2 separate regions of the Sus scrofa genome follow, and region 1 is linked to region 2. A link is a contact called in public HiChIP or PLAC-seq data. All regions are on one chromosome and are shown on one strand. Each heading gives the region's core, a stretch centred on a gene start, on an enhancer-like site or on the middle of the called end of the contact. The rest is flanking DNA. Distances are from core to core; before and after follow the strand shown. Region 1 holds the start of BCKDHB (branched chain keto acid dehydrogenase E1 subunit beta). Region 2 holds the start of UBE3D (E3 ubiquitin-protein ligase E3D).

Region 1 (6,340 bases), core at 1,557-4,056, 2.9 Mb after region 2:
AGAAGACAAACATCTAAGAACCAAGAAGGAGACCTTCACCAAACACTGAATCCAAATCATCTCTGACTCTGGGCTTCCCAGCTTCCAGAACGTAAGAAATAAATGTCTACTGTGTCTAAGCCATGCAGTCTATGGACATTTTTGTTACAGCTGCCCAAATGGACTAAGACATCTCAACACATCCAAAATTTAAGTCATCCCCTCTCTCTCTGAAAACGTGCTCCTCCTCCAGCAGCCCTCATTTGTATCAACGTGACCATTCCTCTACCAGCCTTTCAGCCTCCAAGGCTGAAATTGTCAAGTCACCTTTGAGACACCTTCCTCCGAGCCCCCACGTGCAAAACAGTGCCAAATCCAGTTAACCCCTCCCAAACATACAACCACCTCCACCCATACTCTCCAAATGCAAGCAAGGATACACTGTCATGTGGAAAGTTACAGTAATCTCTCTGACTGATCTCTGCTCCTTACTCCCCCTTCACTAATCCATTCTATAAATTTGCCAATAATATAACACAAGCACATCTCAAGTCCTTTTTTTTTTTTTTTTTTTTTTTTTTTTGTCTTTTCCTCCTTTTAGGGCCACACCCATGGCATATGGAGGTTCCTAGGCTAGGGGTCGAATCAGAACTTTAGCTGCCAGCCTACACCACAGCCATAGCCACACAGGATCCGAGCCACATCTTCAACCTACATCACAGCTCACGGCAATGCCAGATTCTTAACCCACTGAGCGAGGCCAGGGATGGAACCTGCAACCTCATGGTTCCTAGTTGGATTCGTTTCCGCTGCACCACGACGGGAACTCCCTACATATACAATTCTGATACCATTTCCAAAGTGTGTGGTTTGTATGGGAAAAGAATCTGAAAAAGAATGGATATATGTATATGTATAACTGAATCACTTTGCTGTACGTCTGAAACTAACACAACATTGTAAATCAATTATACTCCAATATAAAGTAAAAATTAGATTTTTTAAACAAGTGAGTGGTGGGAGTTTGTTTTTCCTTTTTATGGCTGCACCTGCAGCATATGGAAGTTCCCAGGCTAGGGCTTGAACTGGAGCTGCAGCTGCCGGCCTACACCACAGCCACAGCAATACCAGATCTGAGCTGTGTAGGCAACCTACACCACAGCTCTCGGCAACACAGGGTTCTTAACCCACTGAGCAAGGCTGGGGATCAAACCCATGTCCTCATGGATACTAATTGGGTTTGTTTCCACTGAGCCACATTGAGAACTCTTCTAACACGATTTTATTATTTTTATAAGAACAAATCTTTTATTATCATTTTACTCAAACTTTAGTAATTTTGTAATTATGGAAGGAGGTTAAGAGACCTACGCTCTCAAGTACTGGGCTAAAGTTTCTTTGCTTTGAAGACAGAAGTCAAGGTTTCTCTTACTGGTGAGAAAAAAACTGCTGTTCACCTTTAAGATGTCTTCTATTTCACAAAACAGGGACACCTCTTGGTAAGTTATTTCTACATGCAGTTTAGCAAGCTGTTTAGAATGGAAGTTGTGGAATCTAATTAGATTCCAAAGCTGAAGCTCTCACTGACTTACCAGGACAAACTCCTCAAGGACTCAGTTAACCTAACTGAAAATTGGGAATAAAAATACTACCCACCTCTGAAGGTTGCCCTAAGCATCAAATGAGATGATGACTATAAATTTCTCAGCCCAGTGCCTGTCTGTGGTAAACGCTCAATAAATGTTCATTCTCCTTATTTCAGAGGGAAAGACACACCTCCCAAAATGCCAGCTCTACCATTTGAGAAGTTAGTAGCCGAGGAAAAGGTCACCGTTTTCGTATTGTTTTCAGTATTCTAATGATAGGCACTGGATCTTTTGGAGAGTATGTAAAACTTGCAGAAAAAAACCGTAAAAGTCATGCAACTGCGTTCCCGCGAGGTGTGAGATGTGCTTGCTGTGGGTTTTTCTCGCGGCTGGAAGCACTGGATGGCTTCCTCCGCCGCTATCTGATACTGCTTCCCACTCCCAGAGTAGCACCCTTACCCAGCATCGGCTCAGTATCAAGCTCAGAGATGAAGCCTGGATTTTTCGCTTCTCTAGGAAGAACCTGTTTTGTGACCTTGAGAAATCAATTCAGTTACTTTAGTCCCTCAGTTTTCTCTTACCTGCTAAAAGTGGGGGAGACGGCGGCTTTTTCTTTCCTTTTAACATACTGCTGCCTATAGTTAGCGGCCCGGCCCTGAGCAAGCTGGGACAACTCCTAAGGCAAAGGCTGGGAAAGCAAGGATAGAATGGGAAAAGGGAGGCGTTTCCTGGCACCACCCCTCCACCCTCAGACCCTTGCAGACCCGGTGAAACCCCCTCACCCATTTCGAACGTGCCAAGAGACTGCCTCTCGAGAGCTGCACAGTCACAAAAATGGAGCAAGGAGGAAATCAGAGTCAGACCCTACGGTAGAAGAAGGCTCTAAAGAGGAGGACAGGGATTGTGCCGTGGTGCAAAGAAGTCAGCCTACGGGACCCCGCCCGGGACAGGCAGGGCCGTACTCGCTGGGACATTCCGCTGGCCTGGGAGTCTGGGCTGCAGCCGGAGCGGACAGGGCAGCCCCTATATCTCACCGTACTCCACGGTCTCCGGGTCGGGCTGGAAAGTGAAGTGAGCCACCTGCCGCTTCTGGGCCGCATCCCCGTCGGCTGAGGCAGGTTGCAGGAAGCCCCGCAGCAGCCCCCCGCCACTCAGGGGATGCCAGTGTCCCTCCACCCGGGCCACCCGGAGCCGCAGTAGCCGTCCCACAGCAACCGCCGCTGCCGCTGCCACTGCCGCCATCCCCACTCGCCGCCGATGTTTGCAGGCTACTCTGCCACCCTTTGCCGGCAGGGAGGGCGGAACACCAAGACGGCCCCCACATTGGGTGGGCCGAAGGGGCGGTCCCGGGAAGCAGACCAATCAGAGTTCGGAATTCGGGGGTGGGGAAGACGACGAGAAGACCCGGCGTCGTTCTCCCGTTGTGCGCATGCGGAAAGGGGGCTGGGGCGGGAGCGAGCGGGCAGGTGAGCTCCAATGAAATTGTTCCCGGAGGTGGAGTCTTCCCAAGGTCTGCTGCTTGGGGCAGGGCCGCAGATCTGGTCTGCAAAGTTCCACGCTGTGCCTGGGTTTGTTCCTTTCCTGTGTCGTCTGCCTAATGCATTCAGATAGCTTTTTCATTTTAAGATTTATATGTCCTTTTGAAATGAAACCCTTTTAAATCCTCTCCTGTTCTTTACCTCTATTATTCTATTGATTGGTATTGGTTATTGGTTTTTTGAGTTTCAGACGGCTGTGAGAAGCTCTGTTCTAACCCTGAGCTCTTTATTCAAACCCTTCTAAAGTGCTTAATAAGTATGTATAGATTTTTACTGGTTTTGTTTTTCTGGATTTAAGTGACAGTGAAAGAGGTAAACTTAAGAGTTCACCCCGCAAACCCACTTTACAGGAATTCAGTTGCGTTTTTGCCCAGGTGCAGCAAAAATGACCTGAAGAGCTTAGAAACCTGGAGAAATTGAGAATCCATTCATTTACATTTAAAATAATCAACTTTGTAAATTTTCCTGTTAAAAATCCAAATGTTTAAGAGGATACCTTCTCTGTTCATGAATTTACACATTATAGTAAAATATGATTAGAGACAAGGGTGAAAGTGTTTCCATCAGATGAGGGTGGGAAGGTAGGAAAAGAATGGCCCAAAACAGAATTTGAAGAAGAGAGAGGGAAAGAATGAAGGCGAAGGAGCAGGAGAACGAATTTCCCCTTATGCTCTTTCTGGCCATCCAGCCCATCCTTGGTTTTACAAAGAGGCAGAGGAAAAGAGAGAGGAAATGGGGTGAGAGGAAAGGCAGAAATGCACCAGCTGCATGTTTTCTGATTGGGTTTGAGAAGCAGGAATTCAAATCTGCCCAAAGGAGGAAGTTCCCACATGGCCTAGCCGGTGAAGGATTCAGCAGCTGTCACTGGTTACCGCTGTGGCAAACTTGGATCCCTGGACTGAGAACTTTTGCATGCTGTGGATTCTGGCAGAATTTTTTTTTTTTTTTTTTTTTTTTTTTTTTTTTTTTTGTCTTTTTTGCTATTTCTTGGGCCGCTCCCGCGGCATATGGAGGTTCCCAGGCTAGGGGTCGAATCGGAGCTGTAGCCACCGGCCTATGCCAGAGCCACAGCAACGCAGGATCCGAGCCACGTCTGCAACCTTGCAACCTACACCACAGCTCACGGAAACGCCGGATCATTAACCCACTGAGCAAGGGCCGGGACCGAACCCGCAACTTATGGTTCCTAGTCGGATTAGTTAACCACTGTGCCACGACGGGAACTCCCTGGCAGAATTTTTTTAAATGCCCAAAGGAGAAACAAAAGTATATCTTCATTATTTCTACTCCATATCAAGCCCCCAAATTCAACATTTTGGGGATTTTTAATCTTGTCTTTTGTTGTGTTCACCTCCTCTGTTTCATGGTGTGTGTGTGTGTGTGTGTGTGTGTGTGTGTGTGTGTGTGTGTTTTATTTTTATGTGAATGAAGGGTATTTTTTATTTTATTGAATAAAGGAGAGGGGTAGCTAAATAAAATTATATTTACAAAGTCAAGTTTTAATTTTTAAGCAAAAAGAGGGCAAAGAGCAAGGATAAAAACAAATCAAACTGCATTTTCTCAGTTAGCTGATTGGGGAGCTAGAATGCTAAGATGATTTAGGCCTGGGGGAAAAGAGAAAAATTATAAAGGGACTGGTGAGAATTTATTGAACTTGTGCTATAAACTGAAGATAAACCACCATTGAAACAAATGTGTTCAAGATACAGTCTTGCTTTAAGGATGTCCAAATTAGTAGAGAAAGGAGAGCGATTACATAACAAGTACCCGGTCCAATGAAATAGGGGCCCTAGGAGTTCCTGTCATGGCTCAGTGGTTAACGAATCCAACTAGGAATCATGAGGTTTGCGGGTTCAATCCCTGGCCTTGCTCAGTAGGTTAGGGATCCGGCATTTCCATGAGCTGTGGCATAGGTTGTAGATGAGGCTCAGGTCCCACGTTGCTCTGGCTGTAGTGTTAGGCCAGTGGCTACAGCTCCGATTGGACCCCTAGCCTGGGAACCTCCATATGCCGCAGGTGCGGCCCTAGAAAAAAACAAAAAGACAAAAAAAGAAAGAAAAGAAAAGAAATGTAAATAAAATGAAACACACAGACAGGGATCAATTATGAGGTTGGGATTAACATATGCACACTACTGTATATAAAATAGATAAGTAACAAAGACCTACTGTATAGTACAGGGAAATCTACTCAATACTGTGAAATAACCTAACCTAGTTGGAAAAATAATCTGAAAAAAACAGATTTATGTGTGTGTGTATATATATATAACTAACTATATGTATATATATAACTAATTCACACACACATATATATAAAACTAATTCACTTTGCTGTACACCTGAAACTAACACAACATTGTAAGTCAACTATACTCCAATAAAATTCTTTTTAAAAAATGAAACACACAAAGAACAGTAAGCTCTGCTTTTGTTAAATCAAGAATGCTTCCAGGAGTTCCCATTGTGACTCAGCAGATTAAGAACATGACACAGTGTCCATGAGGATGTGAGTTTGATCCCTGGCCATGTTCAGTGGGTTAAGGATCCAGCATTGCCGCAAGTTGCAGTGTAGGTCACAGATGTTGCTGGGATCCAGCGTGGCTGAGGCTGTGGTGTAGGCCAGCAGTTATAGCTCCAATTTGACTCCCAGTCAAGGAACTTCCATGTGGCAGGTGCAACCATAAAAAGAAGAAAAAAGGAGAAGAATGCTTCTAGAAGTAACACTAAGCTGTATCCAAAAGATGAGTAGAAGTTACCAGGAAAATGAGGGAGGAGAGGATATTAGAGACAAAATTAAAACATGTGCAAAGACTCATAGGCAAGAAAAACAGTACATTCCAGGAAGAGAAAAGAGCTTGCTGCTGCCAGACTCAGGTTGTAGGGAAAGATACAGAAAATGACAGAAGTAGGAAATAAAGATCGGAGGGAGATTTTGAAGTTCTTTATATGCTGGTCTAAGAAGTTTATACGTTCAACTCTATGCAGTCAGGAACAACAAAGAGCATATCTCACAGAGTTGTCTGCCCAGCAAATCACCTTGGGAAATTTTTCCTACCCCCACCACACCATCTACCTGGTAAACATGACAATGTCTATATTGCTAAAATGGGATCCACCTGGGCCACATTTCATTGATAGTAAGTTGAGAGACTGTCATTTTCTGGGAACTTTGAAAGCATAATTGAGAAAGAAAGATAGGCTTTCCATGACACAGGGAGATGCAAACACCAAGAGT
Region 2 (5,837 bases), core at 2,731-5,230:
TTTCCCCCCCCCAATGTTTTGATTGCTTTAACTACGATCTCCAAATCAGATTTTTTCCAATCTTCATAGTTCTTAAACTTCATAGAACTCTAAGAAAGTCTAAGAATAACCAAAACAGTATTTACTTAGCTCAAAAAGTAGCCTTGTGCCACTTCGTCCCTTCCCTCAGGGTAAGTGAGAAGGATGGAGACCAAACAAGTGACTATTGTTATGTTGCAACTTCAAAAGGCTTGGGAATCAAAGGTGAGCTTAGTTAACAACTTCCTGGTGACTAATCGGACTTCCTCGATTAAACTTCTACACTCTTTTCCCACCTCCCACGGAACCTTAACGAGGGAGACCATTCGCGCGTCCTCTTAATATTAAAAGAACCCCCCAGATGGAAGAGACCGCGCGACGCCTCAATTCGCCCAACAAAGAAGGGACTCCGCGCGCTTTCCGCGCACAGGTGCGACGGCCACCCCAACCCCGCGCACCGCGCGGCCCCTGAGCAGGAGTCTCGGCCTGGCCACCCGACGCCCTGGCCCCGCCTCCGGCCGCCGGGCCCTGACCGCCGCTGCGCCCCCCGCCCGAGCTCGGCCGCGGGCCCCGCGTAGCTACCGCTCCCACGGCAACCGGAGGGCGTCCGGCCGGCTTCGCAGCTCCAGGCGGGGCCGGGGCGCCAAACCCCCGACACTACACCTGCCCGCCCGCGGGGCGTCCCGGCGGCTCCGGAACGAGCCGGGCCGAGGGGGCCACTAGGGGCGGCCGGCCGGCCTCGCGACCGCGCTGGGGGCGGGGACGCTGTTACCTTCCTCGGGCTCGACCGCTCCCTGCCGGCGCCGCTCTCCTGGCAACCGCGGCAGCGACACGGAGGCCGGGAGCCGGAGGGCCTAGTGACAGCTCCCAGCGTACACCGCGCCCGCGCCCACGCCGGCGTCGACGTCCGCGGCCCTTCGTCCCCGCCCCCGGTCGGTTCTTCGCCTCCCGGCGCTGGCTGTCGCCACAGCGCCCTCAGGCGGACTGTTGGGGAAGCGGCCCACTGCCGCCTATTGAGGGAGGGGGATGGAAGGGGAGGTAACAGGTATTTTCAGCCAGCCCGCGCCAATCCCAATTCCGCGTGATGCTAGGAATCGAAAACAGCTTTTTTTGCTTAACTAATTCTAAGCCCAGAGAAGTTAGAAGACTTTCGAAGTTAGGAGATAGATAGTTGTTATCATATTAGGAACTTATTTTGATTCTAGAACCCCAAATCATGTAGTTCCATGGAGGATTGCCTCCTTTCACCTAAAATGTCGGGTCAAAAAATCATAGATTTTTCTTGAGAATGTGTGACTAAATATAAAATATAACAATCCTTAAAAACAAACATCAATATGTACGGTATCCTGTGTTAAGAATGTTACATGTTTCAACATAATGTGGCAGCATTTAAATACCTAAAATCTTTGATGTTAATGGTGGGAGATATGCAGAGTTGACATTGTGGAGGGAAATAATCAATAAACTAATATATGACAGGGATAGAAAAGAGTTTTATTTAAGCCAAATTGAGGACTATAGCCTGGGAGACACAGACTGAAGATGTATTTGAATTGTGTTCCACCAGACTACAGAATGCTGGAGGCTTATAACAGCAAAAGACACAAAGTCACGTAAATTATTCGTCAAGAATTAAGATTAGAGCTGGCAGAAAGGAAGGGTCCTTGTTAAATAAGGATTGGTCCAGCTCTGAAATTGTATACTTATAAGGGGAGGCCTTGAGACTATAAGGTTGCAGCTGACAGCTGCTAGCAGATGTTGTTTTGAGAAAGGCTGAGGGTGTCCTTGAGTCTGAGTGATATAGTTTAGAAAATTCAGATTCTTAGTGATACAGGAATGTGTCTGAAGCCATATCCACGATGGCCACCTGGCTCCATTTGAATGCCTGAACCACAGTTATGCCATTGTTATTTTTTTAATGCATTATTTTCTTTATGGTTAAGGCAGATGTACAATGTTTATTTAATAGACCACGAATAGGCTCTATTGGTTAACCTTAAGTTCAGGTCAAATCATGTTTAAGCCAGAATGACTTCCCCGTATCTTACTATGGGAAAATTTCTTTCATCAAAACCATCACCCTGGGGTGTTTCCGTCATGGCTCAGTGGTAACACATCTGACAAGGAACCATGAGGTTGCAGGTTTGATCCTTGGCCTTGCTCAGTGGGTTAAGGATCCAGCGTTGCTGTGGGCTGTGGTGTAGGTGCAGACGTGGCAGAGATCCCAAGTTGCTGTGGCTCTGGCGCAGGCCAGCGCTTCAGCTCTGATTAGACCCCTACCTACCCTGGGAACCTCCACATGACTCAGATGTGGCCCTAGAAAAAAAGGCAAAAAAGACAAAAAAAAAAAAAAAAAAATCACCCTGGAGGGAGTTCCCTTTGTGGCTCAGCGGTTAATGAACCTGACTAGGATCCATGGTGATGCAGATTCGATCCCTGACCATGCTCAGTGGGTCAAGGATCCGGCGTTGCCTTGAGCTGTGGTATAGGTCGAAGACTCGGCTGTATCCCAAGTTGCTGTGGCATAGGCCAGCAGCTGTAGGTCTGATTCGACCCCTAGCCTGGGAGCTTCCATATGATCCAGATGCAGCCGTAACAAGCAAAAAACAAAACAAAACAAAACAACAAAAAAAAACCCATCGCCCTGGAGTTCCTATTGTGGCACAGTGGGTTAAGAATCCTACTGCCTGGGCTCAGGTTTGATCCCCGGCCCAATACAGTGGGTTAAAGAATCCAGGGTTGCCACTGCTGTGGGGTAGGTTGCAGCTGTGACTTGCATTCAATCCCTGGCTTGGTAACTTCCATATGCTGTGGGTGTAGCCCCCAAAAAACAAAGAAACAAAACAAAAAAACACTACCCTTCATCACCATTGTTGTGATGAAATACCAGTAAATTTAATTCTTTTAATTGGGTTGTTACCTCCATCCATGAATTTGAATTCTGATGGATGTAGGATTTTGTGAAACAAAATGAGCTTTAAAAACTCCATATAAATATTTTAGAAAAATTGTCTTAATCTAGTACCCCTCGAGGGACATGGCTTTATTTTCATTTGGAAATCTTTTTTTGTTTGTTGTTTTAGGGCTGCACTGGGCAGCATATGGAGGTTCCCAGGCTAGGGGTCAAATCAGAGCTGCAGCAACAGGGGATCTATGTGGTGTCTACCACCTACACCACAGCTCAGGGCAACACTAGATCCTTAACCCACTGAGCAAGGCCAGGAATTGAACCAGCATCCTCATGAATTCTAGTTGGGTTTGTTAACCACTGAGCCAGGACAGGAACTCCTAGAAAATCTTGAAATTAATATGTTTAGTGTGTGGTAATTACAACCTTAAAATGATAAAGTAGAACATCAATAAACATGATTTTTCCGCATACAAGTGAACATTGTTTTTCTTTTAAAGCCTCTTGCTCTAAAAAATATATTCGTATTATAATTCTACTGTAGCCTTATATTTTAATATTTTCCCATGATAACTATTTACTTTATACTAGATCCTTTTCTTCAGTGGGTGAAACTTTCCAAAATCATTTTCTAATAGCAATGAAATAAATTACAACTCCCCTGAGTCAATTTTTACCTTTGCAAAAGTGAATAGTGAAAATGTACATGTGGAATCATTCTCATCTTCCTCTTTTCAAAGGTTATAGACATGCATAATCCTGTGCTTCATGATACTGGATATAACAGCAGAGATAACAGGAAACATCTCACATTTTTGCAACCGTTTCCATTTTGGAGCGATCCAGCCTAAATTTAGAAGCAATGCCAAGTCAATTCTGGACATCTGTTGCCTCAGAAGAGAACTAAAATACGACCGACCAGCGTTCATTAAAGAAAAAGGCTGTAGTCCATTAAAAATAACAACAAAGCCAAGATAAAGTGTGTGTGGGATGGGTCTTAGTCCTGATGACAGTGCCCGCCTATCATCTCCCTCTCGTCCAGCCTCATCCCTACCCGCACTAGCCAAGGGAGAGTACTTGGGATCTTACTCTGAAGGTCATATCCAGGGAGCCTGACGCACCGGGTGGCGCCCTTAAGAAACAGAGTGGGAGGGTAGTTCTGCTCTTCTGCCCACGTTTCTCAGAGATCAGCCCCCAAGCTCGGATCAGAAACTGCCGGTGACCGCCAGAACCAGTCTCGAGGCGGCGCACTCTCCGCCCGTCTGGTGGCGCTGTGGGCTGGCGAGTAGTCGAGCAGCCGAGCTCCGGATCCACGACGCCGGCACCTCCGCTGCCGCCGCAGCTCCAGCTCGGGCTGCACGTGTTGCCGCTGCGAACCCCGGGCCCTGGTCGCCCGCAATGGCGGCGGCTGGGGCGCAAGTGCGTGTGTTCCTGGAGGTGCGGAGACAGCTGCAGAGCGCGCTGCTGATCCTGGGGTAAGGCGGGCTGTGGCGTGTGGGCTCCCCAACGCAGCGGGGCACGCCTTTCTGCTGCCGGGCAGGCTCCGCCTCCCTCGGAAGGATGGAATTTTGAGTTTGTTTCTCCAGATGCTTTGAGCTTCTGGGATACTCAAAGCCGAGTACCTCATCCCTGCGCCCTCATTCCCCTACCCCCCACCTCCGCCACCTCCACTGGCAATCTTGAATCACCTGGGAGCTTTTTAGCAATGCCTTGTCTCGGTCCCACACCAGACCTGCTGAATCCGAACTTAGATTTCAACACGTTTCCTGGGATCCAGAGGCACACTTAAGTTTGAGGATCCCTAATGTTCAAGTCGTTGACTATGCCCTGCGTTTCCAACAAAGACAGTGCCAAACGTGCTTGGTTTGCCCCTTTGGAATCCTCGTTATACGATCTGTTCCAATGTGAAAGCTTCCCTTTTTGTAAATAAAACTCCGGGTTTTTTTTTCTCCTCCCCAAATTGTTCTGTGTGCAGAGAAACCGACACACTCGTTCAGTAAAAGCGTGTTCAGTGAACACAGGTTTCAGGCTTCTTATTGGAGCTCATTCTGTTTTTCGTATTCCGAGTTCCAATGAGAAGTCTGTAAGCCCTTACCTTGCTCTTCATTATTTACACAAACAAGAAACTATTAGGGAAATGTTCTCTTTTTTTTGTTTGGTAGTATATGGTACCTCCATTATTCCCTTGTAACCACTGTTTCAAATAGAGTAAATCGGATGTTAGAATCTTGAAAGTTTTATGACAAGGCACCACTCTGAGGTTGATTGGCAGAACTAGATTCAAATCCTAGCTTCTTCACCAAATTAGAATCCTTAATTTGAATGTTTTCAATTGTGAAATAAGGATGCTGTTTATTCCTCTTCTTTCTTTCTCTTTTTCCTCCCCCCCCCCCAAATTATGAATTCAAATAAGTGCTGCAGGTCCAATTCAAATGCACCTTGTAAAGTTACTCAGAGCCCAAACCTTACACAAAACTAAACAAGACCATCTTCTGCTCATCAAAGGAGTCCTTCATGCTTTCCCTGAATTACTCTTCCTTGTTTAAGAAAGTTAAACATAATTTTGCTGGATTTCTTGTTTGCTGCTAGTGGTCTTTGGCCGTTGAGCATTATCACTAAGTCCCCCTACCCTATAAAAGCAACCACTGTTCTGATTTCCTTCAACAAAGATTCATTTGCCGTTCCTTGAAGTATGTATAAATGGATTTGTAAGGTATGTGCTTGTTTCTGGCTGCTTTCCTGCAACAGTGTTTCTGACATTACTGTTTCATCTATGTCATTGCATAATTCAATAGGCCATACTTTTCATCTATGTTTCTTTTCGTCTATGTTTCATCTATGTCACTGCACATTTCAATAGGCCATTCTTTTTTCTTGCTGAGTAGTTTTCAGCCTTATGAATATACTG

The links. HiChIP or PLAC-seq counts read pairs in DNA pulled down with a chosen protein or histone mark.
Region 1: an H3K27ac HiChIP or PLAC-seq map of skeletal muscle shows a contact between it and region 2, with 19 times the contacts expected there. The contact joins the promoter of BCKDHB here to the promoter of UBE3D in region 2. A contact is called at or near these places in 1 of 5 promoter capture datasets (liver) and 1 of 2 datasets of contacts at active chromatin or transcription factors (skeletal muscle).

The regions. Positions count from the first base shown.
Region 1 is chr1:86,014,773-86,021,112 of Sscrofa11.1, forward strand. It overlaps BCKDHB (branched chain keto acid dehydrogenase E1 subunit beta), which reads right to left and starts at 2,807. Exons shown (of 10, transcript NM_001123219.1): 1 at 2,600-2,807. The coding sequence starts at 2,807.
Region 2 is chr1:83,136,499-83,142,335 of Sscrofa11.1, forward strand. It overlaps UBE3D (E3 ubiquitin-protein ligase E3D), which reads left to right and starts at 3,981. Exons shown (of 10, transcript XM_021091912.1): 1 at 3,981-4,404. The coding sequence starts at 4,328. It overlaps DOPEY1 (protein dopey-1), which reads right to left and starts at 943. Exons shown (of 37, transcript XM_021091876.1): 1 at 791-943.